Regions from separate parts of the Mus musculus genome. Here region 1 is linked to region 2. Evidence: chromatin contacts called from public Hi-C data. All regions are on one chromosome and are shown on one strand. Each heading gives the region's core, a stretch centred on a gene start, on an enhancer-like site or on the middle of the called end of the contact. The rest is flanking DNA. Distances are from core to core; before and after follow the strand shown.

Region 1 (4,977 bases), core at 1,942-4,441, 440 kb before region 2:
CTGGCCATTACTCAGAACTGTTTCAGCAATATTGGAGACTTTTCTATCTATTCTTTCCAAGACATAGAAAAAAATCATTAAACTTTATAATCATTCAAATACACTCTCAGTCCTTGGCTGAATATGAAATCTTTCCATTAATTGTATGGAGTCGGTAGTATCTCCCATCTGCAACTGAGAAATAATGAATCAGAGATAGAGAAGTCAGTCACAAAGCTAAAGAATTGTTCATTGTAAACGTAAAACATTTACCTCCCAATTTCAGCCCAGGACCATTTCTACAAAGCACATGTGACAAGAGCACCTATGTGACTTGTGCACTTGTTTGAGAGCTCTCCCCAGTCTGGTAGCCTTTCCCTCCCGTGTTTCTTATTTCTTGCTATCAGAGTCCTTCAAGGAGAGACCAAAAGTCCCCTGCATCCTTCCTTCTCCCCCATGCTAGCTCCATCCCCCAAACTCCATTGCCCTGGGTTAATGTAGCCTCTTCACTGAACCCCCAGGCTTTCTGAGACTAAGGGCCTCAGGGAGAGAAAAGCAGTGAGCATTGCTGTGCAGGATGGCTCGGCTGTACCCCAGTAATTCTCAGGTGATGGCCTGATACTTTACACCGCAGATTGGTATTCACAATTCATCTTCGGGTCAAAGCTTTGGAGCAGATCTCGTAGTTCCCATTTTACAGCTAAAGTGATTTACACCTTAAAAGTTAGAGAGTTTGTCCCAAACCTTACTATAGTGGCATCACCAGAGTTCAACCCTACCTTTCCACACCTGTGCTTTCTCTGGGTTACTACATCCTGTGTTTCTAACTAAGCTTAGAGACCTACAGGACGAGAAACGAATCTCAAAGTTAGTGCCTTTCTTTCACTTTGCAAGTGTGCCCGCCCCGTACAAGTTCTTCCTCTCTGTGTTTCCCGAAGAAGACCTGAGCACTCTGCCAAGAAGACAGCAGACACTGGACAAATATTTGTTCAAAGGGATCAAATATCGTGCCTTCTAGAATGTCTACAAGCCATCAAAGACTATTAATAAGGGAGAGGAAATGAACCAGAAGAATCAAGATCAGCTGAAGGGGAGTGTACCCTGTACCTTGTGGTAATGGGACTCGTGATAGGTGCTGTAGCAAGCAGAGAGAGGCTAGCATGCTGAAATGCCCCCTGTGTAGAGATCCCCCCCCCACCCCCAGCCTGTGCCTGGCATAGACTGCTAACAATAAAGTTGTGTCTATGGTCTCTGATCCCTCTCCCTTTTCCACTGGTCTGGACCTCTTTCAGGCCAAGGTCAGTGTGAGAATGACTTAGTGCCTCCTTCCTGACATTTTACCTAAAACAAGATTGCCGACAAAAGCTTGTCTTTGTGTGAAATTTTTAAAAGCCTGAATTTGAAAGAGAAAGTTATTCTTTGAATTTTTGCACCCTGATCAGACAGGCCACATCAATAAAAATAATTCACATTTCAAAAGCAAAGTCCTCATATAGCAACAGAACTAAATAATGAGAACATTAGCTTTGGAGCTGGTGGGCTCAGGGTCAGAGGGAAGGCAGACTTTAGGGTTATCTATCTCTCTGAGTTGAACTATTCCCCCACGTTAATTTCTTCTAAAGGTTTGAAATTTTAAACTACTGTAGAATTATATGCTCTTTATGTTTCTTCTAGACTTTACCTTAGAATCTACTGGCTTATGTATTCAGATAAGACAGAATTTCTGGTCTAAAATTTTCTTAGAAAGGAAATGTTACATCATTTGTGTAAAAGGTTACTCCATTTTCCTGCCTGCCTGGCGATGCTAGCTAAAGGAAGTGTGGCCACTGTGACTTCTGGTTTCCTATACCTCAACCTTGTGGATATATGTATGTACATCAGAGCCCGCTTCAGCTACTGACTGTGGAAACTGAGCCATGGTATTGGATTTCTTTAACTTCAGTTTTACTGGACAGAAAATAGGAACTAATAATATCCACTCGGTTGGGTTTTGTTTTGTTTTTGAGAATTAAATAAGAAGATGCATACATATATGCACCTCATTTATTGTATAGCCTAACAAAATTCAGTAGTGAGAATATACATGGGAGTAAATTAATGAATTATGAAGCCCTCATAGCCAACAATGATCTGCATTACAACCTAATGATGGCCACTAATTGGAACCTGAAATATAAATTAACTAACACATCTTCCAAAGTTCTTACTAAACATATTAGGGTTTTTTTTCCCTTCTAAGCCAGAGTTGGATGGTTACTACTCCAAGAAAATTGTGATGGCAGCCCATGCCAGATTTTCTACCGTGCTAATTTCAAGGGTTCTATTATATAGTCTCCTCCTATTCCTCCTCTATTATATAGTCTCCTCCTTTCTAAATATGGTCATATTTAGAAAATTTGTCATGATTTCTGCCTCAGTCATGAGCATTGTCATAAGTAGAGCACGTTCTAACGATTCAATGAGCTCCATTTAGTCAAGAGATTAAATAGAGTTCACAAATTCATGGGCTGTTGTCTTCACTTTAATGAATCGGTGATTCGCAGTTACTGATCAACCTACTAATGCCACTGTTCATAAATGGGAATGGGCCAACCCCTGCTGGTGTAATGATCAGCTGGAGGAGGAGTGGGTTGGGCTCCGAACAGCTGATGGTTCTCCCTGTTTCTGGAGGGGGGCCTTTGAGATGACTCTGTATAGGTAGGTAGGCAAGGCTAGGCAACTGTGACACCTCCCCAGGGTCCCTTTGGTACCAGGGATTTAAGAACCTCAGCTGTCAAAGAACAATAAATTTCCCTTCAAAATATAAAACATAAATCAGTGTTTCCCAAACACTGAAAGGCAAGAAGAAACTAAATCCCCACAATAATGAAAAGAATCCTGTTAATTAAATCAGCAAGGTAGAGAGCTTCCCTCCCAGCACACGGCCCAGCCGAACACTAGAATACCTTGGAGACCAGAGCTGAAATCCAAGCTTTTTCTAGTTTTCCAGCCAGCATCCTGAGGGAACATTTAGAAGAAAGGGGAGGGGGGAGAGTATGAACAGGACAAGTAAACACAACTTTTTTTTTTAGAAGTTGTACTTGGACAATGTTTATCTAGAAAGGGAAGTTGCAAAACAAATTATAAAGGAGACTCAGCTTGTGTGTGCCAACCTCTTATCAGATCTGCACCTGTCTTGAGTAAGTGGAAAGACAACAGATTCCAGTGCAAGGTTCTTGAGGGAAGGCAAGACAGGGCTGTCATTAATTCTTCTGAGTGTTTGTGCATTTGACTGCGTGCTGCTTGCCCCGGTCTGCACTCCATGCTGGTTAGTTTTATGTGTCTCTTGAACTCTGTGGCTCAAACAGTTTCTAACAGTGATTAGTTACAACACACATCTTTCTGTTTGTTCTACAAAGCCACTAACATAGATTTGTGGGTTGCTTTAATGTTTGGTTAATTGGCGGGTCTACTCAGAGAGCAGATTGCCAGTGCTCGAGGAAAGCTTGGGGAACAAGGGTTGTGAGTTGTTTGCTTGTTTATTTGTTTGTTCTTATGACTCTGTCACATTTGATAGTTCAGGGCCATCGGCCTCTTATGAAAGCCACTGACACCAAGAGCCCTTGCACTGGGTTTCCTTCCTTTTTGTTTTGCTCTGGTTTTTTGTTTGTTTGTTCATTTGTGTTTTGGGTTTTTGTTTGTTTTGGTTTTGGGTTTTTGTTGTTGTTGTTGTTGTTGTTGTTGTTGTACATCAGATCTTAGTCTGGGGTTCAGGTTAGCTTGGAATTAAAAAGTAGCCCTTGCTATCCTGAAGTTTGCTATGAAGTCAAAGCTGACCTTGAATCTCATGTCCTCCTGCCTCTGCCTCCCAAGTACTGGGATTACAAGCATAAAGTGTCACGCCCAGCTTGGGTTTTGCCCTTTAAATTCCTCAAAATGGAGTTACATCAAACCCATAATCTACCATTAAATTGGGTTTCACTGCCTTTGACACACACCAGCATCTATTCCCAGCATCTGAGACCTCTCTTCTAAATCTTTCCAAATGTTTGAAACTACAAAGCTACCCAACTCTTCACCTAGACCCAACTCAACTCCTCCTTATAGAGTGTGTTATAAATGCTGCAGGGTGTGCTTGCTGTATGTTCTTGTCCATCCAGATGTCTGTCTGCTTCTTACAGGCTTTGTTTCGAATCCTCCTGACAGCAGGGGTGAGATGGCAGAGGGGTGGGAGGTCTGTCAGCTGCATCCCCTTGCCATCCATCACCTGTCACCCTGTTCACATCTACACATTAACACTGAAAGGTCATTCTCTGTGTTGAAGGTCAAAATGTCAGAAGCTCTGTGGACAGGCTTTGGGAGGTAAGGATAAGGTCTAAATCTGCTCCTCTCACATTCTGGGCAAGCCCCCTCTGCCACAGAGCTAAAACCCCAACCCACTTGTGTTGTTGTTGTTGCTACTTTGATTAGTTTGCTTTTTCATGGGCTTAATTGTTTGTTCATTTGTTTGTTTTAAGAAAGATCTCATATAATCCAGGCTGACCCCACACTTCTACCTAAGTCACTGACATCTAATTCCTAATTTCTTTACTTCTGCCTCCGGAATGCTGGGCTTACAAGAACACAGCACTATACCCAGCACCATCCCTCTTTTTATTCTTTCTTTAGAGACAAAGTCTCACTAAGTTTCCCAGGTTAGCCTTAACTTTTGATAGTTCTATCTCAGCCTTCTGAATGAGTGGAATTACAAGCCGCTAGGCTCTACCAGCCTTCAAGTTGATAACAGAATTGAATCCATAGCTTCAAGACTGCCAGCCTCCAGATAGTGCCAGGCACTCAGGCAGACAGAAAAGGATTAGTAAACACAGTATGTCTCAACCCTAGCATTCTGTAGCCAGGGCAACTTTTCAATGGGAGTTAAGTGGCCACACTGATATCCTGGAAAAGCAGGACAAGATGGCGGCACCAATCTCAGTCTTAACTGTTGTCTTCTGAGAATGTCACTGGGTTGTGGCTCTT
Region 2 (5,094 bases), core at 857-3,356:
GGGTATCTAATCTCAAGTGGTCAACCCTAAACACACCTATAGAAGAGCAACACTAAAAGCAATGTAGGTTGTCTGTGTATATGTGCGCATGTGTGAGTGCATGTGTGTATTTGTGTAATTAAAGAAAATGAGGGCATGAAATTTAAAGGAGAGTTTGGGGAGACACAAGAGGAGTTGGAGGGGAAGAAGCCAGGGTGGAAATTATGTAAATATAGTACTCATGTATGAAATTATAAAAAAATACAAAATCAGAATAAATAAATGGTTTCCAAAAGTGGTATTATAGACAGGCATAGTGGCACACAATTTTAACTGAACACTCAGAAGGTAGAGGCAGGAGGATCTCTGTGAGTTTGAGAGCAACCTTGTCTACACCGCCCCCAGTCAAGCAGGGTTAAATAGTGAGGGTTTGCCTGAACCAACCAATCAAATAAACAAACAAATAAGCAAACAAATGGGCAAGCAAGCAAGCAAGCAAGCAAATAAAAGAAAAAGAGTTCATGAAACTTAAAGGAGAGTTTGGGAAGACACAAGAGGAGTTGGAGGGGGAGAAGCCAGGGTGGAATAAAAGAAACGGAGAAATAAAAGGTTGCAGTTACTGAAAAACAGCAAATGTAAATTATTGAATGTTGTTGGACAAGAGCGACCCACTGACTATTCCTTCTATGTGAGCATCCATTGCAATCTTGTTAACTTTAGACAGAGTTGATAATTGGGCTTTATGGAGACTCACCCTCAAATGACTGTTGTGTGAATGAACCTTTTGCCATTGAAGGAATGAGGATGATGTGATGTCTCTCTTTGATTCTAAGCCTAAGGGGAAAAGTCTTCTGTATCAAAAACACATGGCTTAAAATTTCTGCATCTGAGCCTGCAACATTGATGGAGTTTTATGTAAAGAGATAAAAATCTTTGCATGGACTGTCACAAGCTGTTTGGGTGAACAGAGCTGCTGTTGCAAAACCACTGTTGATATTCTTAAATGGGCTGCAATGAGAACCACCTGTACGTCAGACCGAAGGTTTGGGCACAGTGAAAATCATCATGGTCAAAATAATGAAAATGAGGAGGGAGGGAGGGAGGGAGGGAGGGAGAGAGAGAGAGAGAGAGAGAGAGAGAGAGAGAGAGAGAGAGAGAGAGAGAGAGAGAGAGAGAGAGAGAGAGGAGAGAGAGAGAGAGAGAGAGAGAGAGAGAGAGAGAGAGAGAGAGAGAGAGAGAGAGAGAGAGAGAGTATGAGCATGTAAGGACAAATATGAGCTAGTTCAACAAGGAGGAAAATGTGAACAAGGAATTCAGAAACAGGTGTAACTTCTTTTAGAAACAAGAGATTTCAGAGGAAGAAGAATATCATTTGCCAGATACTACTCAGGAACACCTCAATATTCCTGAATGCACTTATAGTTCATATTATCTACCCTAATTATGGCAGACTTACAGTAGTTAGGAGACAATGTCACCCTAGAAAACACATATTATTGTGAAGTTAGAGCAAACAATTTGAGGGGAAGACTCTCTAGAAAGAATAGTACTAGTTAGTAGCCATGGCTGTCTTGTTAGCAAGAGAGAAGGCAAGAAAGCAGTAAATAATTATCAACAATTTACACTTTCCTAGATATAAGCCCATACTATATCTCAATTGGTATTCCTGAGAGAGCAAGCTGAAGGAGGTTTGGCATCTAAAAGCATTCATAAAGTATTTTATTTTAGACAAATTTGATGAAACATAATGGAAAGAAAGATGAATTGAATTAAATTGATTAAATTGAATATTCCTCTTCTGAGCATTTGGTTCTTAAAGATTCTGATCCCATTCTTGTCAGACTCACATGAATAGATGTGCTAGATACTTATGAAATGGTTAAAGAATTATGGATGTTTGGGTTATGCATGTGTGTTCTGAGAATTTTCTTAAACCCAAAGAGTTCTCATGAAGAAGAAAGAAATGCATGTTAATAATTAACCTTAACACAAGCAAAAACTGTGATGGCTGGTAGGGATGGGAGTATTGCCCAAAGGTCAAGTACATGAACTCTCTAATCAATAGCTCAGTTCTGCCACTTATTAGCTGCGTAAGCTCTGTAAGTTCTTTGACTCCACTAAGACTAGATCTCTCCCCTCTCGGCAAAGAAAACCATGCCAGGTAGCTTTAGCCCTCTGGGCACAGAGCCTGGTATACTATCTTGCTGTTGTTATTTGCCATTACAAACTAGGTGCAATGATTGAGAACATTCTGGAAGAGGTTTTGGCATGTCATTAGGTCTGAGTCTCAACTTTACAGAGTGCTGAGTACACTTAATTAAAAAAGGCGAGGCAAATTAGAGCAGTCTTGGACTTTGATGTTGAAAGACCTTGCTCAGCTTCCTACTCCTGGTTGATCCTTATCAGCATCACTCTGCAGTTCATATACTGGTTATGTTACCCGGCATGGATGAACTTCAATTCCTAGACAGAAAGTTGAAATAAGGAACGTATTTGTTTCTCAACATTGCAACTGTGGGGAAGTGCCGAGGAAAGTCTGCTGTGACCTGTAAACAAATATTTCTCTTGTAATTATTACTTTGAGGTATATAGAAAACAATGAGAAAGGACAAGTTAGCACAGAGATTAGCATGAGTTAAAGGCATAGAAGTTGACTGGCATACTGATGTTCAAGAATGACAAGAAGGTAGGTCTGACTGAAAACCTACCAGCATAGAAGGGCGTGCTTCCTTGTTGCAGTTGTTTATCTTATGGAAGCCCGAGTTGCAGAATTTGGTCTCTATTTTCTCTCAGTTTGTAGAATCTTCTGTAGAATGCCCTAATTATTATTTGACTACACATCTCTTAGGATCTTGGTAGTAGGGCCTAGGTTTATGCCATTGGAAAATCAGTATAGGTGATTCTAGTATCTACCTAGGATAAGGGAAAATATTTGTGATTTTTCCATCTCTCTTTGATTCAGTGAGATGGCTTTGTAAATATCAAGAAATATCAATGCATTACAGTGGTCAATTATTAATGCACAAAGAGATACAATCATGACTCAGAGAAGATAAGAGTGGGCAAGGCAGTTGGCCCTATTGGACCAGAAGAAACTATAGTGTGCTTAGACAAAATGATTGATCATACGTGAGGCAGAAAAATGACTCAGCCTGGAGCAACATTGTTGAGTTATCATCCACCCCTCCATCCTCCCGTGTATTGTCTCTTATGGTTTGCTGGGCATGCGACTCAGCAACTGTCCCAGCTTCTGTGGATTCTTCTGGGAGACAATTCAGTCCAGTTCAACTATCTGACTACATTTGAGACTCTTCTATTAGAGAGAGAGAGAGAGAGAGAGAGAGAGAGAGAGAGAGAGAGAACAGCTCTAGTTATCCAACAAAGGCAAATGGAACTACATTGAGGGGTGTGATGCAATGGTTCAGTAGTAAGGTCTCTGACTTCTCTAGAACATGACCTGGATTCAGTTTCCAGCATCCACACAGAAGATCACAACCATTTGTAACTGTAGTTCTGGATATCTTATGCCTCTTCTAATGTCTTCTGGAACAAGACATGCATTTATTATACATATATACCCACATACAAAACACTTGTACACCCAAAATAAATATGAACAAGCCATAAATCTTAAAGAAACTACCTTGAGATTCCATTGCATTCATACAAAACATCAACAAAAGGACAAAAGTAACAAATGGTATTGAAGATGTGGGGATGAAGGACCCCTGTTGGCTGTTAGTGGGAATGTTAATTAATACATAGACTATTGAAGTTAGTATAAAGTTTCCTAGGAAAGTAATAAATAAACTAAATCCTAAAAATAGAAGTATTATAAAATCCAGTTGAACACTTTGGGGTATATACTTGAAGGAGTAAAAGCCAGCTTACAATAGAGTTACTGTATATTCTTGTTTATCTTACCACTACTAACAATACATAGGTCACAGCATCAGCCTGAATGCTTATCAGTGGATGAATATAAAAGGAAGTGTAGTGTGTACACAAAGGAGCATTACTCAGCAATATGATTAACAAAATCACTGGCAGAAAATGTATGGAACTGGAGAGCATCATGTTAAGTGAAATAAGCCCACCAGAAAAAAGTAAATGAAATTTGTTTTCCCTCTGATATAGAATATATCATCCATGCATGAAGGTACAAGAAGGGTTCTTGAAGAGAGAAAAAGTGTCAGGTGAGAATGAAGGACAAAAGAGGTTAAGAAAGAGATGAATGTGTTCCCAGCATGCCTCTAATCACTGATCTGCCTCAGCACCCCGAATATTTGGGTCCCAAGGAATTGAGGATTATGTATTAAGAATATTACCACTTAGGAGCTGGACAAATGACTCCATGGTTGAGAGTAATTAATTGCTTATGCAGAGATCCCAATTTTTCCCCCAGCACCCACAAGTCATAAATGCCTGTAATTCCAGCTTCAGGGGATCTGCCACCCTCTTCTGAACTCTCAAAGCCACCTGCAGTTTTGTGTATAAATCCTCCTTCCCATTCACAATTAAACATAATAAAAATAAATAAGAAGTCGATACTGCTTTGACTTCACATCTTATCTTCCTATATACCACTGAGACACAACTTGTGTTAAGAGATTTCTGTTTGCAGACTTCCTAGTTTTTTTAAATTTGAGCAAGTCTATATGTTTAAATTCAGTACATAGCTGCTGCTCTTCCAGGCAGACCATTATGCAATCAGTCTTCATTTATTACTTTATTCTAAGTCACCAGCCATAAGAAAACAACAAAAAATGGGAGGAGGAAAAGTCAAGTGAAATCTTATCATCTTTGTATTCCAGGCTTGTTGATGTCTGGTGGGGTTTTAATCTTACTAAATGTATTTTTTTTAAGGGATTGAAAGGAAACCCAGATTGTTTTGAAACACTTCTAAGAACTAACCATGAAGCCAATGCATTTTTGTTAGTCTGAAGGCAAGGCTGCCATTGTGATGAAGATAGAAAGTTCACTGTAGAGGCAAAGAAAGCTACAGCACAGGCTACTCAGTCCATCGCCTAATTGTGGGGGGAGCAGCAGAGAGAAGAGAGGCAAGCTGCAGTCAACAAACACACTGTGGAGAGTCTGAGCAGATGGCAGATGGAA

What was found. Hi-C and Micro-C count contacts between places; a contact is called where the count stands out from the background.
Region 1: a Hi-C map of liver shows a contact between it and region 2, with 9 times the contacts expected there. The contact joins two enhancer-like sites. A contact is called at or near these places in 1 of 484 Hi-C or Micro-C datasets (liver) and 1 of 9 other capture datasets (pancreatic islet).

Annotation. Positions count from the first base shown.
Region 1 is chr2:115,887,060-115,892,036 of GRCm38.p6, reverse strand. The region is part of intron 9 of Meis2 (Meis homeobox 2); the gene reads left to right. Among named protein-coding and RNA genes, the nearest start is that of Gm31590, 83 kb to the right of the region's middle. Within about 2 kb of position 3,191, at least 7 of the 459 cell types and tissues checked have an H3K27ac peak or open chromatin away from gene starts, as enhancers often do. A contact at or near this core is called in liver, where this site is marked.
Region 2 is chr2:115,447,248-115,452,341 of GRCm38.p6, reverse strand. No RefSeq gene overlaps it. Among named protein-coding and RNA genes, the nearest start is that of Gm39910, 40 kb to the right of the region's middle. Within about 2 kb of position 2,106, at least 12 of the 459 cell types and tissues checked have an H3K27ac peak or open chromatin away from gene starts, as enhancers often do. A contact at or near this core is called in liver, where this site is marked.